2 separate regions of the Drosophila melanogaster genome follow, and region 1 is linked to region 2. The links are chromatin contacts, called in public targeted proximity ligation maps. All regions are on one chromosome and are shown on one strand. The core of a region is the stretch at or near the end of the contact, and the rest is flanking DNA. Distances in the headings are between cores, read along the strand shown.

The links.
Region 1: a contact with region 2 is called in a targeted proximity ligation map of the Kc167 cell line, with 2.4 times the contacts expected there.

The regions. Positions count from the first base shown.
Region 1 is chr3L:17,492,674-17,497,064 of dm6, reverse strand. edin (elevated during infection) reads right to left here and starts at 2,185. Exons shown (of 1, transcript NM_168735.2): 1 at 1,765-2,185. The coding sequence starts at 2,176. The coding sequence ends at 1,829. The region is part of intron 2 of Oatp74D (Organic anion transporting polypeptide 74D); the gene reads right to left.
Region 2 is chr3L:16,802,525-16,807,290 of dm6, reverse strand. It overlaps nudC (nudC,), which reads right to left and starts at 2,297. Exons shown (of 6, transcript NM_001259876.1): 1 at 1,939-2,297. All of the region lies in intron 1 of CG9674, which reads left to right.

The DNA of each region.
Region 1 (4,391 bases), core at 936-3,435, 690 kb before region 2:
AATATTTTTATATAGTTTTGAATTTTTAACTTTATACCAACTAAACTTATTACATCCAACACCGTCATCTTACATTGATTTCTTTGGCGTTTATTATTATGAATTTCTTGCGGTGCATGCAAAGTGTGTACTTTGCCTAGCGCTTTTCGCATTTAGCCAATTAACTGAATGGTGCCGAATTCAGTTGGCGATGCAGATGGAAATGGAGATGTCGGTGACGCGCGCACATTCCAATCCGCAGCGATACGATCCAATCCAAACGAATCGAATCCGCTGCGCGTTTTTCAGTTGGCACTTCATGTTGCAACAACGGCAGTTGGCGCTGCTGCACTGCTGCACTTGACTTACTTGCACCGCCTGGCGGTGTTGCATCTGGTAACTGACATCGCCATCGCCGTCGCCATCTGCGCAATGCATTTCACTTTCATTATGATGCAGTCAGTTTTTGCCACTAAAAATGGCAACGGGGCAATGCCAATGTGTGGTTTTTCCAAGCCAAAATGAAAACCAGTCGAGTCGAGAGGCTGAGACTGCGACTGCGTCTTCGTCTTCGTCTCTTCATCGCCATCCCGCTCGCACTGATTGGCAGCAGCAGCGGCGGCAGCAGCGACAGCAACTGGAACTGCAACAGCTGACAGCTGCACTCACCTGGAAACTCACCTGGACTCAACTCACCTGGCGTACCTGTGTAGGCGTCGCTTTTCGTCGGTTTTGGTCTTTTGTTTCTGCCTCGCATGAGTTTCGTTGCTTGTTTTTACTTTCTTCTAATAGATCGTTAGCTGTGCCATGAACTTGCAATTGATTGCTTATTGTTAAATGAAAATGGAAAGTCATTTTCCAGGCATTGCTTTTCCTTTTTCGTGGGTTTTCATTAACGACGCCTTTGTTGCCACGGCAAAGGCCGACGAGGCTTTCCCGAAAAATGTGCAAGGGGGTCAAGCACTTAACGTATTCTTGACTTGCGTTGCCCGTTTTTATTGATTTGCCAGCTGAGCAAACGGAAAGCGAAAGTAATTACCCTTAGTCATGCCCACACAAATACGTACATATGTACACAAATACATACATATACATAGATATAGTACGGGTTCTCACAAAAGAGTTCCCCAAGAAATCGAGCGATAAATGCAGCAACCCCAATTGCATTCGCAGACCCTCCGCTCTGTACGTGTGTGTGCAAGTGTGCGAGTGAGTTTGTTGCAGTGTGCGTAATTCGCCGCCCCTTCCTGCCGCGCCCCCGTCGGCCACAGGGCACACACGCAACAGAATCAATTTTTATTGGTTACACAACGACGACGCCAGCAGCGAAGGAAAAGTCCATTGACCCCGACAACGACTCATGACTTTTAGTACTTCTTGGCATACACTTCACAAGAAGCATGCCGCCGAACGCATCCATTCAACTTGTAACGGACTTGCAACAGTTTGCATAATTAAAATAGATACTAATTTTTAGACAATGAAAAGTAGAGACCGGAAACCATCAATATATTTCCAAACTTAACTAATTTGGAAAAGGATTCCGAATCGCTTCTTTGAAGTTTCTCAAGATTTTGGATGCCCTTATTATTATGAAGAGTATGTTCCACTTCAGTCTGATGAATTGCCTGCCCCCTGTTGTTGTTTTTTTCAGTTGAGTTACTTTGGGTAAATAGCCGATGCATCGGCTACTGTTTGTTTTGGTCAGGCGCAAAGATCTTTGGGCTTCGATGGGATCCGCCGAGGAGGATTTGTCACTAATGGGAAAACAACAGTAGCACGCTTGGGTAAACACACGTATTTATTCACATGAATCAAGTTGTAACCAACTTAATACTTCTGTTCCCGCTCAGAAATGCCAGGTGCCCCGAATGCCGCCTTCGTAGTTGTTCCGATTGTAGTCGAAATTCCGACTGGCCTGGGCGTAGGCGTCGATGCTGCCACGCCCATCGCCACTACTATACAGATTGTGGTTGTACTGAACACTAGCCTCCCGACCCACTTGGTTGTCCTTGCTGGCGGTTACGACCACGGATCCTCCCTCAGGCGATCGAGCACGGCGTACCAAGGGTGCCACTTGGAGCAGCTGCTCTGGACTGGTCTGGAACTCCTCGGGATATGGTTGACGATAGGAGGCCACTATTGTCACCAGACAGCAGGACACGAGGATCAGTATTCCGCACTTGTTGGAGAACATCTTTGCTGGCTAATGGTTTAAATCAGAGTGATGAGAAGCATAGAAATGGTCTGCGGTTTTATAGGAGCAATGAGCTTCCTAAAGGGATTCACCTCAACGGGGACTACTACTTGTCATCCCATTGTTTCTTATCAACCCAACGGGGATTTTTTAAAGGTTCATCCCGGTCGGGGATCCTTATCAGCGCCATATGACAACAATAGGGTAGGGTACACACAGTCCAAGATGACACAAAAATCTCAAAACCTTTTAATAATTTAATCAATATCTGACTTTTATCATTAGGTTAAGAAAAAACGTCAATCTTGTACTCAAGTTAAGTTTTTTACTCTACTCTACTTTTACTCTTAGTAAAACGAACACCTGAACACATTCTAACTTTATGAAGAAACTACAAAAATCTGTATCTAAGCAAACTAATATTACTATTCTGCTGATGTTATTTATGAAATGAAACATGCGATGAAATGCTTACGCACAAACTAAGCATTCAATTCAATTCCTATTACAATCGTTATTTAGTTCATCTATGAATCGACGTTATCCACACAAATATATCTAAGTATATGTTAATTCCCAGCTGATTAGGACTGATTTCGACGGGTTTCTAATCAGGCCAAAAGAGGGGCGCGCTCGCCCATAACTTTTCTTTTCTAAACGCATTCGAATCGGCCTACGCAACAGCATTTTTGAGATAACGCCGCACGCACCGGCGTGGCCGAAAGCTCCCAATAAAAAACACAAGAAATCACTGGGTAAAAAAAAAAAGACAGAAAAATCATAAAAGAGAATTTAGTTCAAATGGGTTCATTGACACAGAAACGAAGAAATCAAAATTTAGTTTTCCCGTGCGTGCGATCCACGCACGATTCACTATGGACTCAATAGATCGTACGCTTTTCGTATTAGTTATCAGCGCGGCGTCACCGATTAGTACTGAATCGGTGAATACATATATACATACATACATGTGTATATAAACACAAGCATATACATACATATCAAGTTCTAATCACTGCCGAAACCCTTGCAAACCTCGCCGTGAACTTGAATTCGAGTGATTGTGAAAGTATTGTACTCTGGTACTATGAAATTCTGCCGAGTGCTGCGGCACTCTCTCAATTTTTTTTTTTGGCGACGAGAACTGATTTCTAATCACATTTCGAGTGCGGTAATTAGATGTGCGTACCGCTCGCTAGCTTGCTCGCTCGCTCGCTCGCGATTCCGATGCGAAAGTCTTTCTTTCGGCCCCTAGATCATTTGCGGGTGAAAGTTTTTGCATGGGTACGTAGCGCTTCTGCGGCTCCGTGTTTCTTTCATTTACTTCAGCGGACTGCTGCCGCCTTATCTATTGAATATCAAGTTGTGCATTTACATCTTTTGTCACCTGTGGCTATTTATCTCACCAAGCTCAGTCCAACGCCCACGGGGCGTATACACAATGCGGAGTAGAAACCGAAATGGGCAAAGAAGCACGGTGGAAAAGATACAATACTTCAGCGACACGTGTCGATAGCCAAGAAGTTGTCGAGTCATAATTGTAAAATTTTATAGATCTGTTCGAGAATTCGGCGGCCTCTCAGCTCTCAGCTGGAAAAAACAATTAAGCCCGAAAATATCAAAATTCATTGAATGAAAGAAAGTCTATATGGAATATATCGCTGTGTCTGCCCCTTGGACATCCATTTGTCTAGGCACAAAAAAAAAACAAAAAAAAAAAACAGGGCGGCAAAAAATGCGTGGCGTACGCACGCTTTCAAAATAAATTATATATGCGGCGATGATACGATTTTATATAGACAAATGCGTTTATACTCGTATATATACATATAATTGTATATATTGTATATCCGTCGCTCTTATGTACATATGTGACTGTGTTTCGCTTGTTGTTTTAAAAAGATTTATTTGCCAAAAAATATGACGACAGAGCCGTAAAATACTGTGTGCCGAAATCGCAAATGGTCAACTTTTTGCGGCTGCCCCTTTTTGTGTGGTTTTTTTTTTGCTCTTCAGCTTTGTCAACAAAGGAAGGAGGAAAATGCAGATTACAATGAGCGAGAAGAGGGACAAGGGCGGTAATATCAGTTGGCCACAGCGAACTCCAGAGTCCCTCTTAAATTTAAAGAATTCAATTTGAGAAATTTCTCAAGAAAGCAATCGACCCAGTTCCATGGTGAATTCGTCAAAATTCATTTATATTCAAGGACATAAA
Region 2 (4,766 bases), core at 1,048-3,547:
TAAATTTTACATGGAGCACAGAGAAACACAGACACACACGTTGAAAAGAGGGAGTGTGGGAAGAGGAAGCATTGCAGAGAGCAGGAAGAAGAAGGAGAGCAGAAGCTCCCGCACCAGAACTTACAGTGGGGGACATAAAACTAGCAGCTGTTTGATTCGCTAATTTATGGGTACTTAAAATGATAGATTTATTGGAAAGGAAGGGTTTTCTTAAGTGCTAGTTACGTGTTGTTTGAAACATTAAGTGATTCATTAATTTTTAACCAGTAATCTTTTCCTTAAGCATATATTATATACGTTATTTATGATGTGCGTCATTAAAATTTATTAAATATTATACTTTTAAAAAGTCATAATAAAATAAAAATTGCGTAAGTGCGCAGTTTTAATTTTGATGTTTCTCAAAATCAATTAAAAATAGGTATTTGTAATGTAAATAAAAAATAAAGTAATCATAAAATAAGTAATACCACAAACGGGCTGCGATATAACTGATCGGACCTATGGCAATGGCCTGCACTGTTATTTACCGCCCTGCCGCAAGCTTCTCCTTCTTGTACTTGTTTTTTGCCGCTACGAAGTTCTGTTCTTGATGTTGCCCCCACCCCTTTCATCTTCTTCTTGCTCGTTGACTATTTTATGGGCTGTGCTGTGCTTCATTCGTGAATCTTGTTTCGCTATTTACCGCCCCTTCCCCTTGTACTGTGATGCAGACAGCTGCTCTGCTCTCCCGCTCGCTCCGCATCAAGGTCAGAGTAAGGTTAGCTCCGTTCTCCTCTGCTTCAAAGGGCCATGGCAGTGATTTCTTCCTCGCCGCTCCACCGACCGCCCTCGCCCATCCCTTTATCCGATCTTTTTTCATTTCCCTCTCGTCGAGAACAGTGACTGCTGAAAGTCTGTGGCTACCGAATGCCGCAAATCGCTCTGCCTAATTGCCGCATCAAAATTAATGACAGCCACTGTGTATCTGTATTTGTGCTTGAGTGTCCTTTATTACACTGAGAAAATATATTGACACCTTAAAAATGTGCTACAGATTATTATTAAACAAAAATCCATTTCACTTATGTATATTTACTGCATCTTAAGGTGAATAAAGTTCTTATTGTCACATTGTATTTTATATTCATGAAAAAAACATTTTTTTCCACCTTCTATTTATAAACGTGGGCGTCGAAGTTTGCCTTACTACGTCACTGCCCCTTGACATTTAAACTTTCTCTCTGCGTGGGTGAGTGTGGGGTGGCAGCTTCCCCAAGTACGCTCTCTCAGCCCGGTTTGCTCTCCTGACATAACGGTTATGCAATCAACGCCGCATTTTGCTATTTTCCCGCACGAAGAAAGGCTTTCACAATTCAATTGCACTTGAATTTAAAGGATAACGTCGTTCTTGCCTTTGTTTTATTACCGCTTAATGTGTGTGTTTTTATGTGCCAGCACTTAAAAAGGATTGTGCAAAACTGAGTGAGCAAATAAAAAGCGTAGACAATGGACTTAAGAAAAGATTGTCAGAGATTTTACCGGAAGTGTGAACCAAGTCTCCTTTTTGCTGCTGAGTGCGTTTAGAGCCCTTTTCGGGCTTATCGCAGATTTGTGAAGATGAAAATGAAAGCTAAACACATTCGTATTCTTATTGAAAAGTCAGCAAAGTAGTCATGCCCCCAAAGCAAATTCCGCATCCCCTTTGAAATTAAATATGTTTTGCGGTCTCGCTTGAAATATGGTGGCGCCGCAAGTTTGGTTTATCGGTTCAGTGAGTTCCCGAACGGAAAACTTTTCAATTGCGTCGCAGCCTCTAAATTAAATCAGTTATATTGATGGTTATTGCCTCCACCAATTATGATAGCATTATATTAATCAGATTACTCTTGATGCCATAACCTTAAAAAATAAAAGTTTTTAAAACCAGTAAAATTTTATTTGTGTCCTAAAAAATACCTTTTCTGTTGTCATTCATTGACTAATTCACTGATCAGCAGTTAAATGTGCAATAGAAACTGCAAGGAACATGTTTTAAAGCTTTTCGAAAACGTCAAAATGTTTTTGACATAAATGTTTGCTTGTTATGTTTTTAAATGAGTTTATTTATTATTAGATTTAAAGCGTCTGTCCAACAATATGCTGAAATCCGTCACAAATTGATTAAGCAAATTCTTGTGAGTATATTTGGCTTCTGTGCTCCTGACTTTTAAACAATTGCGGTTAGAACTGATTGATATTTCATAGGGAGGATTACGTATGCGTAGTTGAGTGGATTGCTGATAAGCACGGTCCCGAGTTCTCTTATGACAAATAGCAAACAGAAGCGACCAGAACTCAATACCCGGTACCCCATCGCTCCCCGCTGCAATTTTCTTGGTTTCCATTTACATAACTCTGTTTATCTAGACATTGCGAGATTGGGGGGGATTGCGAGGGCCTGGCAACGTACCCAAAATGTGCAATCCCATCCCAACCAGATACGGTCATTGGAAACTAATGTAAATTGCGATGTTGCTTGTTTATTGACTGCAAACGATAGTCCCGTCGCAATTAGCGGGCGGTGGTGGGGAGCGGACCGCACCTATGCCATAAATAGCAAGCAGCTGCGATAAATTTCTCCGGACAGACAGAAATTTATGGGGAAAATAAACTGAGCAATTGGAAACTTTTCAATGCTAAATCATAAGAATAAGTGCTTGGTACGTAGTAAAGTCCAAATATTTCTGAAACCATATTTAAAGAAGTTAATTTAATTAAATTTCTTAATATCTGAAATCTAAACATGAATGCCTTTGATGTTTGACAGTAGTGCACGATTATAGAAGCCATGATAATTGACCATCGATTAGCACTTATCATATACAAATTTAACTTGGACCTTCAATGGTTCAAGTTTAATTAGTTACCAAAATATTTTACTTTAGTGTAAGAACGGCCCTTCGATCTATTGATCTTTATCATTTAATCAAAGCTAAAGTGAGTTATCAGCAAATTGACTGATTTTTTGTTATTATAAGGGCTTTCGAACAAGGCTAATTATCAGCTCTAGAGCCCGCTGTGAGTGTAGATAAAAAAGTTCTCATAATTGTAATTACTAATACGTAATTCCGAGGCGCAATAAAAAAACCAACCGCAAGATGCACAGTTGATTCTCTAATTAAACACGCGACCGTCCGATAATGAAAACCAATTGTTGCTATTTTTAAAGCAATTGAGGTGATCCCTTTCGGAATCGGAATCCGCGGCGAAAACTTTGCACAGCTGACTCAAGTGCACAGGTTGGAGGCCATAAAACAACGGGGGTACCAATGAAGTTGGCCCCGACTGCCTGATAAGCGCCCAGCCGGGTCAGATAATGCGCATTTATAGCGGCAATATAACCACCCCCCCAATGGATCCCCCTTTTCAATTTTGGCCTAGGCTATATCGTAAATCGCTGGAAAATAAAGTTTATAGCGTCGGCGGCTACCGGAGTTGGGTTTTCCACCGTTTTTTTTAGATTGTGCAACGGAAGAAAGTTCTTGGGTGGGGCTAATGGTCTTGTCATTGTGTGGGATCCTGGCACCCATTAGGACCGCCTATTGTAATTATCCCACGATAATGGTCCCGTGGCATGCCCCATCACTTAGCGTACTAACCACACGCAACGTTGTCGACGCATAATTTATTTGTTTATTTCTGCGTTCGGGGTTATTGAAACTTGTTGCCTGGTCTTGTTTACATCATAAGTATATAATATCTGCGTTGAATATCTATAGATGTGCGTACTTATCGTAATGCACGGATATCTCTCCTATGTTTGTGGATGTGGGCCACACGCGGCTGTCGCATTTTGGGCTTTGAGCCAATGGAACGCAATGGTGCTGGCTATATCTATGGCTACATATACATATCTCTCCGTATCATCCGGTCGCTCCTCCATTGTGCGATCTATTCTCATCTGGTAGTCTGCAGACTTGTTTGCTATATTCAATTTCGTTTCTTTATTTTTTCTCCTCTTTCCTTCTGTCGAAATGGAAGTGAAAATATTTACGTTGACTTGGGATCGGACTTAAGAACAGGGTGTCTCCACCAATTAGTAGGAAATAATTAAACGAACTAACTGCTCTCTTAGTCGGATGAAATGTCAAAACAATTTGCAAATGCCATTCGACACGTGATCGATAATTCCGCAGGAATTTATGTTCCGACCGTCAGCGGGCTGGTTCTTATGGATACATATATATATCCGTTTTGCCAGCATTATTGTGAACTCTGAAAATAGCCATCTATTGGTCTGACGCACTCGGAAAGTTATGCAATTAGAACGGCGGAAATTTGAAGGAAATTAAATAGGAATATTGATAAGTTGTCAATCCGGATGACAGATATGAAGTTGTGAAAAGGTTTTTAAACCTCTCATAGATTTGAAATCCATTTTTATCCTTGCGTCATGATCAACACATAGTGATTAAGCATTTGTTTTTGCGGTTTTCCATGAGTATCTAATATATCTTTGATGGCTTAACGTGGCTCTTTTGCATATTTTATCTCTTCTATAATAAGAACATACGACTTTACTACAACCTTTGCTTCTGCACACACAAACGCAGATATGCGTTTTATTCAAGTCATGATTATCAAGTTTTATTGACTCTCTGCGGTGCCATAATAAGCTACCAAAATTTCTTCTTTCGTATATCGTACTTTTTGCGACTCGGTTTTGATGTTATCTTAGGTCAAAACTTTTCCACTGCACCCAAATCAGATAAATCAGATCATAGATAGATATAGATATTGAGACA